2 separate regions of the Zea mays genome follow, and region 2 is linked to region 1. The links are chromatin contacts, called in public Hi-C maps. All regions are on one chromosome and are shown on one strand. The core of a region is the stretch at or near the end of the contact, and the rest is flanking DNA. Distances in the headings are between cores, read along the strand shown.

Evidence for each region. Hi-C and Micro-C count contacts between places; a contact is called where the count stands out from the background.
Region 2: a Hi-C map of ear shows a contact between it and region 1, with 3 times the contacts expected there. The contact joins the promoter of LOC100304354 here to the promoter of LOC100191802 in region 1. A contact is called at or near these places in 4 of 25 Hi-C or Micro-C datasets (ear, leaf and tassel).

The regions. Positions count from the first base shown.
Region 1 is chr2:165,453,513-165,458,213 of Zm-B73-REFERENCE-NAM-5.0, reverse strand. LOC100191802 (dolichyl-diphosphooligosaccharide--protein glycosyltransferase 48 kDasubunit) reads right to left here and starts at 2,404. Exons shown (of 13, transcript NM_001137227.1): 1 at 2,082-2,404; 2 at 1,510-1,646; 3 at 1,288-1,413; 4 at 307-360; 5 at 51-164. The coding sequence starts at 2,361.
Region 2 is chr2:165,683,640-165,688,340 of Zm-B73-REFERENCE-NAM-5.0, reverse strand. LOC100304354 reads right to left here and starts at 2,041. Exons shown (of 2, transcript NM_001368191.1): 1 at 1-2,041. The coding sequence starts at 1,786.

The sequences.
Region 1 (4,701 bases), core at 1,155-3,654:
AATGACTAGCCCGCTAATAATAATAAGCAAGTAAAAACAAATTTAATTACCTGCATAACCGAAACCAGTGATATAGCTGACCCAGTAAGCGATGGAGGCAACGATAACTTAGTCTTTGGGTTAGCTGAGTATGCTGATGGAGAGGCAGATAGGACTTTCAGAACCTAGGAATGCACAAAGAGAGGGGAGAATTAGGGATTACAGAAAAAAAAACATAAAAGGTACATCTTTGACAGCAATAAACCAGAGTTATGAAACTAATAGTTGCACATGCAAATATCACTGTGCAGGATTGAAAGTACGTACCAAACTGTTTGATGGATTAGCCGTGTGTCCAATTCCACGAAATAATACAGGAGCCTAGAAATATGTTGAGAAATATTTAAAAGAACAAAAATTAGCATTTAAGCACTGCCAAGAATGCAAAAGGAACTACTAAGAAGGAGCACTTGGCAAGTTTACACCATATCCTCATGAACACCCAATGTTAAGAAATCGCATTATAGCTAAGCCTACTCTAGTCAGTAATGAACTCCAGATATATAATTAGCCAATTCTTAATAGGAACAGACAGATTTTTGGATATAATTATCTTAGTACTCCCTCCATTCCAAATTATAAGATGTTTTGGCTTTTCTAGATACGTAGTTTTTACTATACATTTAGATATACACTAATTCTAGATACATAATGAAACCAATGTACCCACAAAAACCGAAATGTCTTATAATTTGAAATCGAGTACTACCAATTGGTTAATCATGGGAAAACTCAATAAAGTAAGCAAGAGTGAACTGAGTCTGCTTGGCTGTGATTTTCACAGCGCTGCATCGGCTGTGGCTGCTTATTTTGTTCTACAAAGCACAGTACCTGCAGCTGCAGGCAGGCAGGCTGCAGCAGCAGCTACAGCACTGCTGCAGCCAGCAATTCCGATCAGGCTGAATATAGGCGTCGACACAGATGTACGGAGCAGCAGATTGAAGACATAATGTATATGCACGCTTTTACTGAATTAGGCAGTATGACCAACAAGATTAGGTCAAGATTATCACTGTTGTAGTGTTGTGGTAGCAAAGATCAATAGAAGGCCTGCTAACTGTAAATGCTTATTGCTTATATATGAAATTATGGATACAATGAAGCCCCATGCGAAAAACAGAGCTGTCTATTGATAAATTCAGAATAAGAGTGCAGACAAAGATTCAGCCTCAACTTGGTTTAATCCAATGAACTAGAAAATGTGTAAAAGGTTAGAGGGTTATGAAGATTCTTAGCGTCACTACTAACCTCAATCTTTTTAGACCCCAGTATGACATCTGACTGAATAAGATCATCACCAACAATCAAGGTGTGATCGCCTTCAACATCCATAGCGGCATAGTTAATGTGGTCAATAACCATTGCCTCTGGATCCTGAAATCATCAAGACACAAACTGTTGGCTCACTGAGGTCAACAGAAATGTTACTGTAGGAAGATGTCAGGCCAGTATGCCACAGAAAATACTTGCCTCATCAAAATCAACCCCACACTCTGTCGCAATGCCACGAATAAGATCAGAGGCAGAGGAATCTGCCGCCAGGATCATATCAAGCCCAGCATCAATAAATTCAAGGACTGCGTTCTGGTCCACTGATCCACCAAAACCTGCCATGGAATAAAGACTGGCTTTAGAAACAAATAGGGTTGAATCAACTACTACATCATCATGGGCAGAGATCAAGGGACATTCAGTAGTTTAGTCGAACAAAGAGCTGTAATAATCTAATCAATCTCGGTGGGAAGTAATTGATACCCCTAAGGTCCGCTGCTTTCAACTAGAACAAACTGACCACGGTCAATTTTCAGGTGAGCCTTGTTGCATGAATCCTCCGGTCACGGGAAACTGTACTCCGAAAATCCCGAATTTGCCCCTACCCGCAACATATCACAGAACCACACCAATCCACGAGCACGGATCAGATCAGAAAAGCAGTCAGACTCCGCAACAAATGATCTCTATTCCCGTCCAATCTATCACCAGAACACCCCGACAAACACAGATCGTATCTCCAACAGGCGAGGCAGGAAATGAACGATTACGTGGGGTGGAGGGGGCGAACAGCACGAGGCCATCGTAGAGGTACTGGCCGTAGCGGTGCAGCGAGAGCTTGGGGTCGTCGGCGAGGCGGAATTCGAGATCGAACCCGCGCGCCTGGAGCGAGCCGAAGAAGGCCGAGTGCGACGACCGCACGGCCAGGTCGTCCAGCAGGACCAGCAGCCGGCGCCCGCGGGGCCCCTCTTCGAGGCCCTCCACAGCCTCGAGCGCGAGAAGGGACACGAAGGCAGCGGCGAGGAGGAGGATGTGGCGCCGCGTCGCCATTGTTGAGCAGATCTCGGGGCTGGGGGAGTGGCGCAGCAGCCAGCAGCGACGGAGACGACAACTCGGAGAGGAGCGCAAGTGTGGCAAGGAGAGGAAGGGAGCCGTCTAGGCCGTCCGATTGGAGATCGAATGGCTCGGAGCCCCGGATCGAGTTCGAGCTTTGCTGCGGTTCCGAAGCAAAGGGTCTGTCTCTGACAGTCAGTCCCACGTGAGACAGGTAGCTGTTTTCATTTTCTTTATTTGCGTAATTTGATTATATAATAATTAAAATACCTAATAAAAACACAATGCATTGAATAATCGAAACATAGTTTCTGATACAATGCACGGTAAATCAAGTGGAACCAGGTATATGCAAAAACTTGGAATTGAAAACTAAATATTACATCATCAGCCGCACTATGATCGGTGATCGCTGTCACGGTCAACAAGATGATAATCTATTACGGTATTTTATCTCTATAAATTGTAGCTGCAGTAATACAAACAGCACCTACGGCTGCCAGGCAACCGTACATATTATTAATTATCTATACTACTTTATTAAAAGTATAATGTGTGTGACTCCGCGCTATCATGCCCTCGCCCGGGTGCGTTTCCGCCCTCGCTCGTGATCCCTTCGCCTGCCTCCTCTGCCGCGAACACCCCCTACCAACGGATGTCCGCCACTGTCGCGCGGACCTGTTGTTGTGGAGCATACTTCACCATGCGCATGACCTCTTTGAAAGTCGCCTAGAGGGGGTGAATAGGCAAATCTGAAATTTACAAACTTAAAGCACAACTACAAGCCGGGTTAGCATTAGAATTAAAACCGAGTCCGAAAGAGAGGGCGAAAACAAATCAACCAAAGAAATAGAGCGGATGACACGGTGATTTGTTTTACCGAGGTTCGGTTCTTGCAAACCTAGTCCCCATTGAGTTGGTCACAAAGACCGGGTCTCTTTCAACCCTTTCCCTCTCCCAAACGGTCACCTAGACCGAGTGAGCTTTCTTCCTTGATTTCCCGGGTCACTTAGACCCCGCAAGGACCACCACATAATTGGTGTCTCTTGCTTCGCTTACGAGGCTTTGAGAGTAAGAATGAGAGAAAGAAGAAAGCCAATCAAGCAACAAAAGCAACAAAAGAACACAAGTCGATCTTCTCACAAGTCCTAAAAACTAGAGTTGAATTGTGGACTTTGATTTGATCGGAGGCTTTGATTTGTGTCTTGGAGTGTTGTGTATTGCTCTTGTATTGAATGGGGAGTAGTGAATATTTGGATGCCTTGAGTTGTGGTGGTTGGGGGTATTTATAGCCCCAACCACCAAAACAGTCGTTGGGGAGGGCTGCTGTCGATGGGCGCACCGGACACTGTCCGGTGCACCACCCACGTCACCCAACCGTTAGGGTTCTGACGATTTCGACCGTTGGAGCTCTAACAGCTTGGGCCACCGGACAGTCCGGTGCCTAACCGGACAGTTACTGTTCACTGTCCGGTGCGCCTTATGGCGCTGCTCTGACTCTGCGCACACTGTTCACGTTGTCAGCCGACCGTTGGAGTCGACTGTTGCGCTGGCGACCGTTGCTTCGCTTGGCACACCGGACAGTCCGGTGAATTTATAGTGGAGTGGCCGCGCAGAAAACCCGAAGGTGAAGAGTTCGAGTCGATCGCCCTTGGTGCACCGGACACTGTCCGGTGGCACACTGGACAGTCTGGTGCGCCAGACCAGGGTTCTCTTCGGTTTCTTTTGCTCCTTTCTTTTGAACCCTAACTTGTATCTTTTTATTGGTTTGTGTTTAACCTTTAGCACCTGTAGAACATATAATCTAGAGCAAACTAGTTAGTCCAATTATTTGTGTTGGGCATTTCAACCACCAAAATCATTTAGAAAAAGGTTTGACCCTATTTCCCTTTCAATCTCCCCCTTTTTGGTGATTGATGCCAACACAAACCAAAGCAAATATATAAGTGCAGAATTGAACTAGTTTGCATAATGTAAGTGCAAAGGTTGCTTGGAATTAAACCAATTTTATACTTATACTAGATATGTCTGGATTGCTTTCTTTTAACATTTTTTACCACAATTGCACCATTTGTTTTGTTTCTGCAAATTCTTTTTGGAAAATCTTTTCAAAATCTTTTTGCAAATAGTCAAAGGTACATGAATAAGATTTCGAGAAGCATTTTCAAGATTTGAAATTTTTCTCCCCCTGTTTTAAATGCTTTTCCTTTGACTTAAACAAAACTCCCCCTCAATAAAATTCTCCTCTTAGTGTTCAAGAGGGTTTTAGATACTAATTTTTGAAAGTGGTCATATCAATTTGAAATATATCAAAAATAAGATACCAATTGAAAGATT
Region 2 (4,701 bases), core at 792-3,291, 230 kb before region 1:
GGGCTGCCACCACCACCTCCCCTGCCTCGGCCTTCTTCTTCGCATCTTCCTCCTTCTCCTGCTTCTCACGCCACATGAACAACGCCACCACCAATGACACCAATGAGAAGATGAGCACACAGGAACCAACAACTGCCAAAGCCACCCTGTAAGATATCCCCCTGTGGTCCATTCTATAATTGGAGCCATAAATTGATCCACAGTCCACATTCAGTGGGTTGCCGCACAGCTTGGCGTTGCCGGAGAAGCTGGAGGCGGCACTCTTCTGGAACGGTCCGAAAACCGGTATGGCGCCACTGAACCGGTTGTTTGACAAATTGACCTCAATCAAGCTCAGCATCCCTCTCATATCACTTGGGATCTGACCGGACATCTCATTGCTTGACAAGTCCAGCATGACCAGCTTATCAAGCCGCCCAAGCTCGTGGGGCAGCGGCCCAGTAAAGTGATTGAAGCTAAGGTTCAGCACAATCTGCAGGCTTTTCACCTTGCCTATCTCAGCTGGAATTTCACCACTGAGGTTGTTGCTACCGAGATGCAGCTCGAGCAGCCGGGTACAGCCCCCGATTCCTGCTGGAATGCCTCCAGAGAACTCATTGTGGTCGAGCAAAAGGAACTGCATCCGTGAGCCGTTGCAGATGCTCTCCGGCAGGCCACCGCGGAACGCATTGTAGCTCAAGTCCAGCTTGCTCAGGTTCCTGCACCGCAGGATGGATTTCGGGAACTCGCCGCAGAGGCCGTTGCCAGACACGATGAGCTCCTGCAGGCTCCTGAGCTCTCCGAGAACATCCGGCACCTCGCCGGCAAGGCGGTTGTACGCCAGATTGAGCAGAGTCAGGTTGGCGCACCGCGCGAACTGCGTGGGGATCCCGCCGGACAGGTCGTTTGTGTTGGCCTCGAAGTACGTGAGGCCGGTGGCGTCCCCGATCGACGCCGGGATGGCGCCGGAGAGGAGGTTGTCGCCGATGCGGACGTTGGAGAGGCCGCGGCACCGGCCGATGGTGTCGGGGATGGTGCCGTTGAGCCGGTTCATGGTGAGGATGAGAACTTGCAGGTTGCCGAGCTCGAAGAGGCTGCTGGGGATGCTCCCCTCGAGGGCGTTGGAGTGGAGGTTGAGAACCTGGAGCTCCGACGAGAGCCCGAGCCCCGGCGGGATCGGGCCGGAGAGCGCGTTCTCGTAGGCGGACAGCACGCGCAAGCCCGGGAGCCGCGCGAGCCAGCCGGGGAGGGAGCCGGTGAGGTTGTTGCCCGAAATCTGCAGCTCCTGGAGCTTCTTGAGGCCCCTGAGATCGTCGGGGATGGCGCCGGAGAGCGCGTTGTTGGAGAGGTTCAGGAACCGGAGCGCGGACGCGCCAGCGAGCGCGGCCGGCACGGCGCCGGTGAGCGCGTTCATTGAGAGGTCGAGGTACTCGAGGCGGGTGAGCGCGCCGAACGCCGGCGAGAGGCCGCCGCTGAGCGAGTTGGCGGAGAGGTCGAGGCGCGCCAGCGCGCGGAGTGCGGCGGCGGCGGCGAAGTCCCCACGGAGCCCCCGGCGCGGCAGCTCGATCGCGGTGACCACGCCACCGGCCCCCGCGGCTGCGCAGGTGACGCCGCGCCACGCGCAGTGGTCCGCACCCGGGCCCCAGCCTGGCGGCGCCAGGTCCCGCCGCAGCGCCTGCATTGCCGCGGCATCCCCGCCGTCGCCGGCTCCCCCGGTGCCGTCCGCTGCCCCCGGTGTCGAGAAGCACGCCGAGAGAAGGGCCAGGAAGAGGAAGCTGTGGCGGTAGCAGGGGGAAGAGGAAGGCATTTGGGGTGGGGCTTCCTCTTGGCTCGGGGCGAGGCAGCGGTGGTGGTGCCCAGGCCTGCTTTTCTCTGTGGTTTTGGGTGGGTAGCCTGGTAGGGAAGGGGGAGAGAGAGGCTGAGAGGGGGCACGGGCACGGCACACCACGCGGCGACAGGGGCCGTGGCTACTGTACTGCCGCTGCGCTGCCGCTGCCGCCGCCGCTCACTCTCCCACTCGCACTTGCACTCCGTGAGGGGGAGAAGAAAGTGGAGAGGAGAGAGAGGAAACAAAGCCGGAAAGGTAGTTGTGCTCGGTGCATTCTAGTACCCAGAGACCAGAGAGAGTGTGCGCGTGCGAAATGGCAATGGATGTTACCCCGGCAAGACAGACTAGGCGCGTGATTGGTTGCCCGGATGAGGGCTGGCGACCGACTCCTCTGTCTTAAAGTTAGGTGGCTGGCGTGTGGGGTCAGGCCACAGCAGGCCCACACGTCATCTCTCGGCGGCAGCAATGTCCACGGATCTCGTCGGGAGGGCTGGGCCAGGTGTAGGAGATGCACTCCCGGATGAGGGCAGGCGACCCTAATCATGTTGTTTGGGTGTCTAACTCTACATGTTTTTGACCTTGTGCAGCAAAGGAGCTTCAATCTTGTTGACCTCGTATCTGATTGCTTCACACCCGCGTGGTACATCCTGGAAGCTTTGCTTCCCATTCAGTCCCTCTCCATATTTCTTCTTCATTTTGTGGTTGTCTTCTGGTTATTTGCTTACAATTTTTGAGGTAGCTCCTTTGATCATGAGTGATACTACATGCTATTAGATTGCAAGTTGCCTTTGTTGTTAATTTATCAAATTAATCCGAACACATGTGTTATGGTCTATGTTGTTTGTTACAAGTCGTCGGAGGAGCATCCTTCGGGATGTGGCATTCATGGCTTGAAAAATGTTATTTTCATTAGTGCATATGAACTGTTTGATCCCTCATGTTAGTGCTTGCTCTGACCTGATGCCTCAGTATTACTATACTCTAGATGGACCACGAACTCTGTCGTCGACGTGTTGCTAGCCTTGTTGTGTGTATTGCTGCTTGTTTTGTTTTGTGGTATAGAAGGTGTGTCGGTGAGGCTCGTATCATTACCTTTGCCTAACCATATTCCTAGCTATTTTTTGTTTAGTACTTACTCTTCATTTCACCCATAGGACCACCCTAAGGATGTTGAGTACCTCAATACTCCCCTAGAGCACTACATGCCTATGCAAATCGTCTTTGGTAGTGGCCAGGCAACTAGCAGATTTTCCATGGGGTCTAATGAGAGCTTTAGCCAATGTACTAGGGTCACATGGGCTCTAGATTGTGGGGTGAGTGGTGGGCAAGCCCAACCCATTAACCTTGATGGTGCTAAAGGGGAGTCCAGTCGGATGGGATGTGACAAGGAGAAGTAACCTAGTCAGCCATCCGAGCCCATCAACTTGAAGATGAAGAGGTCTAGTGAAAGATGACTACTTACTGATGTTGGGCATGACAGAGGTTGTTGGTAAGGTGGTTGAGGCTCTGGTGGCTCCTTAAAACAATGAGCTCCACCCTGGCCTGTATGGTGACCACTGAAGTATTCTCAAACGAGGCTCTCATGTTTGCACTTTGCTACCTCCTACAGAACAAGGCTAAAGGCCTTTGCTTTGTGCAAATGAAAAAGGAACACCGGGTTGTTAACTAGATCGTCCTTCTGTTGATTTGTGGTGCAAACGTTGAATACCCTAAGTCCTGGTTTGGCAACTAATTTTTGTATAGCATAGGAGGCTGGTGATGTGATAGTTCTTCTGCACTAAATATGAGACATAAACATGTTCAAGTGTTGTTTTGGTGGTGCTTTGCATTGCTGGGCTGCTGTTCAAATTACTTGCTTGTGATGTGTTTGGTACATGGATGTTACTGTTGTTATTGTTATGTTGTTGTTTAGATTACTTGCCTATGAGATGTTTGGTACATGACTGTTATACCTGATGATGCATAACCATGGAACCCCTATTATTTGTTGCACATTTGTTGCTTCTGCTATTTATCCTCGTGTCACCAATCTCACCCTATACTGAATTCTTTTCCAGTTCTTTAACCTATTTTGTTCCTCCTGAATTCTTTCTAATGGTTCCATGGGCTGTTCGAATGACTTGTGGTACCAAAACTGAGGCAAAACATTTGTTCTTATTTTCATGCACCTTATCAGTTGTCACTCATTATTTGTTGCCTATATTCGTGTATTATGTGTCCTACTTGAACAGTTTAACCTCTCATGTTAATTTTTATGGTAGGCAGGAAAAAAGAAGATTCAAATGAGAAGATTTGAAGATTTTTCGTACTAGAATTTTAATGCAAATAATAGAAAACTTGTCAAATTTATGGTCTGTACACATTGAAATAACTTTATAGTTGTTCACTGTCAATTTGAAATGGAAAGCTGCCAAATCTTCTATGTACAGTTAAATTTGTCGGCATAAAAAAAAATCTAGGAACATCCCCTGTGTTTGGCGCCAAAACTGAGCAGCAAGTGCTACCAGTACCGTGCGTACCAACGAACCCAACTGTTGAGCCCATACAGGCAACCAATCGTGGTACAAATGTGCACCTTCTCCCCAAATGCAACTCACGAAACAAAAACTCTACATAACTAGGTTAGTTGGAGAAACAAACCATACACCAGGGGTCTGTTTGGTTGGTTTCTCTCGCCAACCTGGCTGTGTGAGCCAGGTTCACTGGAGCCTGGCTCTGGAGATGCGACCAATCTACTCGTACCTGGTGAGCCTGGCCCAAAGTGCTTTAAGGATCGTGCGAGTCTGGATCCAAATCTACATGCAGTCAACCAAATATAGAGCTCGCACGCGCATAGCCTGGCTCACAGCAACCAAACAGCAGCTACCCGTATCCCGCGATGCAAGCACGCGCAG